Regions from separate parts of the Sus scrofa genome. Here regions 1 and 2 are each linked to region 3. A link is a contact called in public Hi-C and HiChIP or PLAC-seq data. All regions are on one chromosome and are shown on one strand. The core of a region is the stretch at or near the end of the contact, and the rest is flanking DNA. Distances in the headings are between cores, read along the strand shown. Region 1 holds the start of C2H5orf24 (UPF0461 protein C5orf24 homolog). Region 2 holds the start of TXNDC15 (thioredoxin domain containing 15). Region 3 holds the start of SEC24A (SEC24 homolog A, COPII coat complex component).

The links. A called contact is a pair of places that touch in the nucleus more often than the background predicts. HiChIP or PLAC-seq counts read pairs in DNA pulled down with a chosen protein or histone mark.
Region 1: a contact with region 3 is called in an H3K27ac HiChIP or PLAC-seq map of alveolar macrophages. The contact joins the promoter of C2H5orf24 here to the promoter of SEC24A in region 3. A contact is called at or near these places in 1 of 47 Hi-C or Micro-C datasets (epiblast stem cells) and 1 of 2 datasets of contacts at active chromatin or transcription factors (alveolar macrophages).
Region 2: a contact with region 3 is called in a Hi-C map of liver, with 4 times the contacts expected there. The contact joins the promoter of TXNDC15 here to the promoter of SEC24A in region 3. A contact is called at or near these places in 2 of 5 promoter capture datasets (fetal liver and liver), 3 of 47 Hi-C or Micro-C datasets (embryonic fibroblasts, heart right ventricle and liver) and 1 of 2 datasets of contacts at active chromatin or transcription factors (alveolar macrophages).

Annotation. Positions count from the first base shown.
Region 1 is chr2:137,036,486-137,039,270 of Sscrofa11.1, reverse strand. C2H5orf24 (UPF0461 protein C5orf24 homolog) reads right to left here and starts at 1,300. Exons shown (of 2, transcript XM_005655017.3): 1 at 977-1,300.
Region 2 is chr2:137,059,609-137,062,361 of Sscrofa11.1, reverse strand. TXNDC15 (thioredoxin domain containing 15) reads right to left here and starts at 1,374. Exons shown (of 5, transcript NM_001243618.1): 1 at 1,227-1,374. The coding sequence starts at 1,293. It overlaps LOC102164851 (a long non-coding RNA gene), which reads left to right and starts at 1,856. Exons shown (of 2, transcript XR_002341915.1): 1 at 1,856-1,991; 2 at 2,654-2,753.
Region 3 is chr2:136,882,789-136,885,571 of Sscrofa11.1, reverse strand. SEC24A (SEC24 homolog A, COPII coat complex component) reads right to left here and starts at 1,522. Exons shown (of 23, transcript NM_001243924.1): 1 at 1,105-1,522. The coding sequence starts at 1,342.

The DNA of each region.
Region 1 (2,785 bases), core at 51-2,550, 150 kb before region 3:
AATAATTCCTTTCCCATCTCGTGAATGTGGAGGCATTACTGCCAACATAGAGAACGCTTTAACTATTTTTAGTAACTTCACAAAGCATTCATTTTTAGGCATCGAGAGATTCTTCCTTTCCTGAAGCCCAAGATCTGCTCTCTTCCAAAGAGCAAACAACACATAATTGTCAGACGTTTATCTCAGGTCATTCTGGCTTGTAACGACTAAAGAGAATCACAACACGATTTTATAATTCTAAGTGAAAGTCCATTTGTGATCGACCTCAATCAGAAAGTCTGTTCAGCAAAAGCTAAAACAAAAGCCAGTCGTTACGCCTCCTGGCCCACCCCGGAAAGTTTTGATACTAGGTCAGAACATAAATAACGGCTTTCTTTGTCTTCTTTCAACTCCTTAATTGTGCCCCACGGCGCCGTTTCCCCGGCGCTGGAATCCTTACTTGACTTGAGGCGTCTAGAAATGTATTACCTGTCGTTAGCCGACAGCGTTTGCTGATGTATTAACAATGACAACTTTGCAGGAGATACACACCCACCCTACAGAAGGAGCTGTGCGCCCTCCGATAATCAAAACTGATAGCCTACTGTCCATGCACTCGGAGTTGTGCAAGCTGTACAAGTCCACCGCTCCATCTAGACTCCATCTCGAAGCCCACAGGCATTAATTTAAAGTGGTGGAGGGTGACTGCCGATTTCTCTCTCTCAAAGAGAAGAAAAGAAGCCGTGACCCCTCCCCCAGCCACAGGAGGCATTTCCCCCCAATAATGGCTCCAAGCCCGGGGAAGAGCAGGCACGGCCGGGGCCCCTCCTCTCGCTCCCGGCTAGGCCAGAGCCCCTCCTCGGGCGCAGGTCGGCGATCTCTCTCTCTCCAGCCCGCAAGGCCCCCCGTTTCCGTCCCTTCCGTGCGGTCTCCACGAGCTCCCGCGGCCCGTACTCTGCTTCCGGCCAGTCTGACAAAACCCCGCGAGCCCACCTACCTCAGCCGCTAGTAGCCCGGCCCCTCAGCGCGTCCAGGGGCTGCCCATCGGCTGGGATCCTCACGCTGGCACCGCTCCCCTCCCAGCCCGGCGCCTCTGCACTGCACGGAGAGCCCAAGAGAGAAGGACAGGCAGCGAGGGCGGCAGCGGCGGCGACGCCGACCCTGATCCCCGGCTCAGACCTCAACCACTGCTCACGGTCCTTCTCGGGACCGAGGAGGAAGAGGCCGCTACAGCCCCGTACGGCGAGGAGCGGCGTGCGCGAGCTCGCGAGGACCGCGCACGCACACGCACACGCGCATCGCGAGACCCAATCTCCCGCCCGACGGCCAGCGCGCAAGCTTGGGAGAGTGGGACAGGGAGCCTGGCTGCGCTTGCGCTGCGTGGGGACGGGCGGGAGGCGGGGCTTAGGCCCGAGCTGCTCGGGTTCTGGGGCAGGTTGGGGGCCACAGAGGGTATGATTTACTGATGTGAATTTTGACTCCAGTTTTGTGACGCTGTAACTACTGCTGACCCCGTTTTTCAGATTACAGGACTAATAAATGATGGAGTCAGGATTTGAACCCAGCATTTCTGCTGTAGAAACTGCTTTTAATTGCTGTTGGCAAAAAGATTTAATAATGCCTTACTGTGCTGAGTGCTGCCCAAAGTATATTAAAAGGACTCAGCTGCTGCACTTTACTTACTTATGGGGGGTGTGTGTGAAACCTCCACTTGTAAATAAAATGGGCGATATTCAAATATGAGGTGTTTGGACCCTCAGTCCTAGGATCATGTGATAATGAAAAACCTCATTTTGTGAGGCTAATTTTTTCAATTCAAACAATTTTTATGACCATGACCACCTCTGAATTACCATAGTCCTCCCACCATTGCAGAAAGGGATGGGACAAGCAGTATGCCTACAAAATCCCCCTATATGTAGCTACTGAGAGGTTTCTGGCATATCGGTCACCCCAAAAAAGCCACTCATTAGAAGGGATTAGTTTCCCCAGTTCTTCCTGCGGTGAATTCGAAGATGTCAGAAAGGTGAGGATCCAGAATTAGGAAGACTGCTGAGAGGAAGATACTTCTTTGACAGCATGAAGAGGATCAAGACTGTATGAGGAAGTCATTCTTAGCACTGAATTCTACCACAGGACAGCACTTGGCCCAGTGCTGCTGCCAGTAGGAAATAAATCAGCAACTTTTCTGGGTGAATACACAAGCCAGGACGCAGACCAAACACAGTACATAGAAAGGAAAGCTCATTCTGGCAGGGTTTCATAGCATGATTCTAATTACTCCTATATGATACTAGAACACAGGACTGATTGTACTAGTATTATCCATATATAAAAGAATACCAGGGAGTTCCCATTGTGGCTGAGAGGGTTAAGAACCTGACATCGTGTCTGTGAGGATGAGGGTTCAACCCATGGCCTTGCTGCAGTGAATGTCACAGATGTGGTTCAGAACCGGTGTGGCTGTGGTGTAGGCTGGCAGCTGAAGCTCAGATTCAACCACTAGCCCAAGGAACTTTCATATGCCGCAGGTGTGGCCATAAAAAGAAAAAAAATATATATATAGGAGTTCCTGTTATGGCTCAGTGGTTAACGAACCCAACTAGTATCCATGAGGACTTGGGTTCAATCCCTGGCCTCACTCAGTGGGTTAAGGATCTGGCATTGCCGTGAGCTGTGCTGTAGGTTGCAGACATGCTCAGATCCTGCATTACTGTGGCTGTGGTGTAGGCCAGCAGTTACAGCTCCAATTGGTCCCTAGCCTGGGAACCTCCATATGCCTTGGATGTAGCCCAAAAAAAACAAA
Region 2 (2,753 bases), core at 125-2,624, 180 kb before region 3:
GTCACAGGTGCAGCCCTAAAAAGACAACCCCCCCCCACACACACACACAAAAATCAAATAAGATGATGCTAAAAAGGCACTAAGCACACTGCCCGGCACATAGTGAGTCCTTTCATTACTTTTTTTTTTTTTTGGCTATTTCTTGGGTCGCTGCTGCAGCATATGAAGGTTCCCAGGCTAGGGGTGCAATCGAACTGTAGCCACCAGCCTACGCCAGAGCCACAGCCACACGGGATACGAGCCGCATCTTCGACCTACACCATAGGTGACAGCAAGGCCAGATCCTTAACCCACTGAGCAAGGCCAGGGATGGAACCCAAAACCTCATGGTTCCTAGTCGGATTCGTTAACCACTGAGCCACGACAGGAACTCCCCTTTCATTCCTTTTCAGTACTCAGCAAGCTGGCCGCTGGGCCTCTTTCTAGGACACCACAGGGAAAGTCAAGACCTGCCTACTCCTGTGAAGTTGTGAATGACAAGCAAGGCCAAAAGGGTCTGGACTTGAACAGGGGGACTGTGAGGAGTGGAGTGAAGGAGGCTGAGAGTAAGCCGTGCCTCCAGGTGGCTGCCTTCCCCAAGGTGAAAGCAGGTCTGGGAGCACCGGGCTGCCCTGGGAGTCTCCTGTCCTTTTCTCATCTATCCTTCACACAGGCACCTGAGCAAAAGCGGCCTTCTCAATAAAGCGGTCCAGCAGGGTGCACAGTACAGTGGGGGCTTTGCAGTCCAAAGCCAGTCTCTGCCCATTGCCAGAAGGGCAAACATCGACAGATGACTTAGTCTCTCTTGGCTCAGCATCTTCATCTGTAAGGGTCGGTGGGAGGACGAAATGAGATCGTGGTGGAAAGCACTGCGCACAGTTCCTGGCTCCTAATAAAGCCACCATTCATGTCGCTTTCATTATGACGACTATCATTAATAATAAAGTGCTCGCTCAGCACATGAGGTTCCGCCTTGGTAAGCACTTCATTCCCGACTGACAGCCACCTGCTCAGGGGCCTAAACACGTCCCGGGCATCTCGCCCCGCCGCCCCCCACGCCAGACCTGGAGCGGGGACCACCGGGAAAGAGGTCTGGACGACGCGGGGAGAGGCGCTCCGGTGGGCGCCTGGGAGAGGCCAAGCGCGCAGAGCAGGCCTTCGCGCAGGTGAAAGAGCATTGCCGGGGGAGCCCGCCGCCTCCCCGGGCATTTCGCACACAGCCGCCGGCGCCCCCAGCCCGCACTCACCTTCCTGGCCGCGGGCCGGAGGCCCCAGCACCCATAGGAGTACCTGCCACCAGCCAAGGAGTCGCATGGTGCGGGGCGGGCGGCGGCCGCACCACCCAGGCCGAAGGGCAAACGGCGCACGGCCGCGCGAGGCGCGCTCTCCGCCGCAGGAAGGCAGGGGGAGGAGAGCCCGGGAGCGCGGGCGCGGCCCCGCGCCGCCATCCTGGCCGCTGGCAGCCTCCTCCGCGGGCGCCATCTTGGAGTCGGGCGGCCGCCTCTGGCCTCTGGCCTGCGCCGTGGGGCCCCGGGCCGTTTAGGAGCCAATCGCCAGCCGTCTCGGATCTTTTCGGTTTCCGGGCCCCCAAGTCCTGGGCGAGCTTCCACGAAAGCCCATTACCTTCTTTCTTCACACGGCAGTGGGGGCCTTGGCGCTTCGTTCCCCGGCCGGAAAGCCCCAGAGGCTTCTTCCTCGAGTGCCCCATCGAGGGTCAGTTCGCCGCGTCGCCTGCCTTACGTGTGCTACCCTTTAAAAGTTCCCAGGTGAAACACGGGATGCCCAGTTAAATGTGAATTTCCCATAAACACATAACATGTAATGTTCCCTTTGTATTTTGGCTGTTTGGACAGAGGCACTTACACATGTTAGAATTGTTGTCTTTCAGTAAATGCTATAGATAGAGCCTCTGAGGACAACTCAATAAATCCAGCCAACAGGATAGAATGCACATTTGACTGTCTCGCCACCAGGTGGCACATGCACTTATTTTCAGTGAGGAATGCCTTCAGGTTTGAAACTGATTTTATTTTCGTTTCTGGGGAGGTTGGGGGAGAAAGTTGGCATCCTGCTCTTTCTTTGCCTGAAGTGAATTCTGTGCACCAACAGCATAGGCCTGGGGATTTTCCAGACAAGAACGTGACAATAATTGGAATTGTTATGCACAGCTACACACTTGTACTAAGGCTGTTTTGTCCGCCTTGATAAGGTTTGCCTAGATTTTTTAAATCTGATGAGTCATGAGAACCTCTTTCTCTCTCTCCCTCATCAACAAAGTATTTACTTCATTCAGATCACCGTGGCAAAGTGTATTTGACAATGACTTCCATGCCACAATAATATTCGCCATCCCACATGCTCTTGTGCAAAGTAATTTTGCCACTGCCCCATCAGTAGATAGAACCTAATTCCCCTCCCCCTGAATCTGAGTGGGCCTGTGATTGACATATAACCAACAGAATGTAGCCGTATATGAAATGATCCTCTATGGCTTCTGAGGCTACACAGCCCTATCCTTTATTGCTGGGAGGCTTGCACACGTGTATTGACCGACACAGTAAGTAGAAGGATGTCCTGAGGTTGCTATGCTCTGCGGAAGTTCGAACTTGCTTGCAAAGAAATGCCGGAAACTACAGGCTCATCACCAGCTGATCTCAACCCTATTCTGTTCCAGCTTCAGCCACCACTGGACTGCTACTGCCTGAGAGACCAGAGCCAGAAATGCCCAGCTTGAGCTCTTTCCAAATTCCTGATCCACAGAAACAGAGATTGAA
Region 3 (2,783 bases), core at 273-2,772:
TAATCTGTCACTGTAAATCTCAGAAAGAAAAACTGATTCAACTTAACACCATTTCAGGGCTTACCCCCACTGATTCTTGCTTCTGCCTACATACCTGCCTACTCACACACATTTTTAAAAGTCTTTTAGGGCCTTCTTTGTAGAGAAAACAGTAGTCTCTAAAATAGAGTGTAGCTATTTTAGTCATTGGCTATCTTCTCCAACTTGCCAGCAATCTTAGATTCCAACGGGCAATTAAGCATTTTAGAATTATTCTACTACTTGTTTCCAAGAACCAAAGTTTTACAAGTAAACTAGTGACTTGGCAAACTGTTGGCAGAAAACGTCTTATATAATAATAGCAATTATAGCAAACTTAGTAAATCACAATATAGGACAATTCAAAGAATCCTAGAAGGGGTACACAATTAGAAGACAGCCTCATACCCAATGAAAAATTATAGTGCCACATGCACACTCTGGTCAGAGGTTCAGAGACGTGTACAACCGCTTCCCCAGTGATCTAAAGACCTCTGGAAATTGAACAGATCCTCCCCTTAACTTAGTTGTTTCGAAGCTGAAAACCACAACAGGTGGCCTAACTACAATTCGGGGAAGGTTCAGGGAGAGATGAGCGGGCCCTAAAGAGGTCTCCCCAAAACATGCACTCACTCGTTCATCTCCGCCAATTCACACTGAGTATGACGCCCACCCCACTGCGGAACTGGAATGAATCAAACCCCAAATCCTGCTCTCTACGAGACGTGAGTGAGGCGGCGCGGAGGGGAAAGGCACATAAACAGACACTATGAGCCTTGGATGCGAATTGTGAGGTACGGCCCGCCTCCGTATTCCTCACTCACGTAAACCCTGGACGTTACATACAGCAAGGGCTCAACAACTGTCTGCTGAACGAATGAATAAATAATGAAAAACGAAACACTAAGACGAGCCGCGGTCTCCGTGGCGGGGCCTCGCACCCTGAGCCGCTCCCGACCCCGGCAGAGAGGTCACCCTCCCCTCCTCGGTCGCCTCAGGCGGCGGCAGCAACCAAAGGTCAACTCGAGCCGGGGGCCCGAACTTGGTCGTCCTCCCGCCCCCACGCCCCCTCTGAGCGGCACTTACCGTTGCTGTAATGAGACCCCGAGGCTGGGGCGGCCCCGTTCTGGGCCTGGAGGCCCGTGGGGGCGGCGCCGGAGGCCGGTATCCCGGGCTGGGACATGACGACGGTGTTCGTCGGGACTGGAAGGGGCTGGTCGGGGTCTGCGACAGCGCCAAGCCGACCCGAAAGACCACTGCTGGAAGCGGAGGGAGGGGGCCAACGACTTAGGGCTGGTGCAGGGAGAGAGAGCCGGAGGCGCATAAAGCCCTAGGCATGGCGCCACAGTCTCCCCAGCCCGCCGGCGGCCATGGCCTGGCCTGGGTGCTGAGGCTCGAGAGTCGTGCCGGCCGGGCCGGGAACGCCGGGCTGGGAGGAAGCAGCCGAGCGGAGAGAGACCGAGGGAGGCCCCAGCCGGAACTGCCTGTCAGCCGCCGGCCGCGCAGGCGCAATCGGGACACGTGGCACTTCCGGCTCCGGCCTCTCCCCCCTCCGCCGCCGCTGTCGCCGCCGGTGAGCTCTTCTCTCCCTGTGGGGCTGCCCAGAAGCCACCTGACTGCTCCGGGTGTCCCGGCCCGAAGGACCGTGCTTGGCCGCGCCTGCCACGTCACTGATTCTCACCAGCGACCGGAAGTGGCGTGTCACCGATACGGAAATCCCCACCGCGTGAACGTCATCTCGCCGGCACTGCCGGGATCCAAGCGCAATCCCGGCTTCAGTGGCAGCTTTCAAGGGGTGGGATGGACAGTTCCTCTTCTCTAGTTTTTGTGAAGATGAGCTGAGACGACAGACATCATCATCCCCTGCTGAGACTATACCTCGGATAGCTGGACCGATTAATGTTCGTCGCAGTATTTCATATTTCGTCATATTACAGGTGTAAATTGTAAGGAAATTTTTTAAAGGGGTGGTTAATTATGCACATATGGTAAAAGTAATCAAATCCAAGAGGAGGCCTTTGCTTTTTGACCGGAGGATTCAGAAGTAATTTTAGTTTTCAAATTCGCTGATTCATAGCATAGTCACCCCAAATCTCATTAACATCTTATTTAAATGGCAGTTTTAGTTCCTCTTCTAAGAGTTTACAGTAAGGTGCAACAAACTGCCTTTTCAGGCAACGAGGGTTTTTTTTTTTTTTTTTTGGCAAGTTGACTTTTTACTTCTGAGGCCAAAGGGAGGTAGAAACTGGAGTAATTAGACAACATAGTTAACTAATGATCTCAATCCTCATCTTAGCCACCTTCATTATACTTAGGTTTTCCTGTTCTGAGCTGATTGATAAAGCGCTTCTTGAAACAACAGATTTGTACTGTTGATTAAAATGTCATGCCTAGGGTGCCAAAACCTGAGAAAGGTGAAATACATCTTATTTAATTCATTTGCAATCAAATGCCTGCTATGAAATGTTATATTACATACAAAAAAGAGTAAGAACTAAACTGCTAAGGCCTGAAAAAGGAACAGTAATAATTCAAATAACTATTACCCTTTATCCTTTTTCTGTCACCTGTCTCAGATGTGTAAAAATGTGTTTGCTGTGTGTGAAACTGAAAAATCAAACTCCTTGTACAAGATACAAGTACGAAGTCTTCTTTGGGATGAAGATGATAATTTTCATCCAACTGTTTTCAGCTGAGAGCCCCTATAACAAAATCCCAAATCATATATCCCAAGAACACCTGAAAACAGACAAAAACACAAGCCT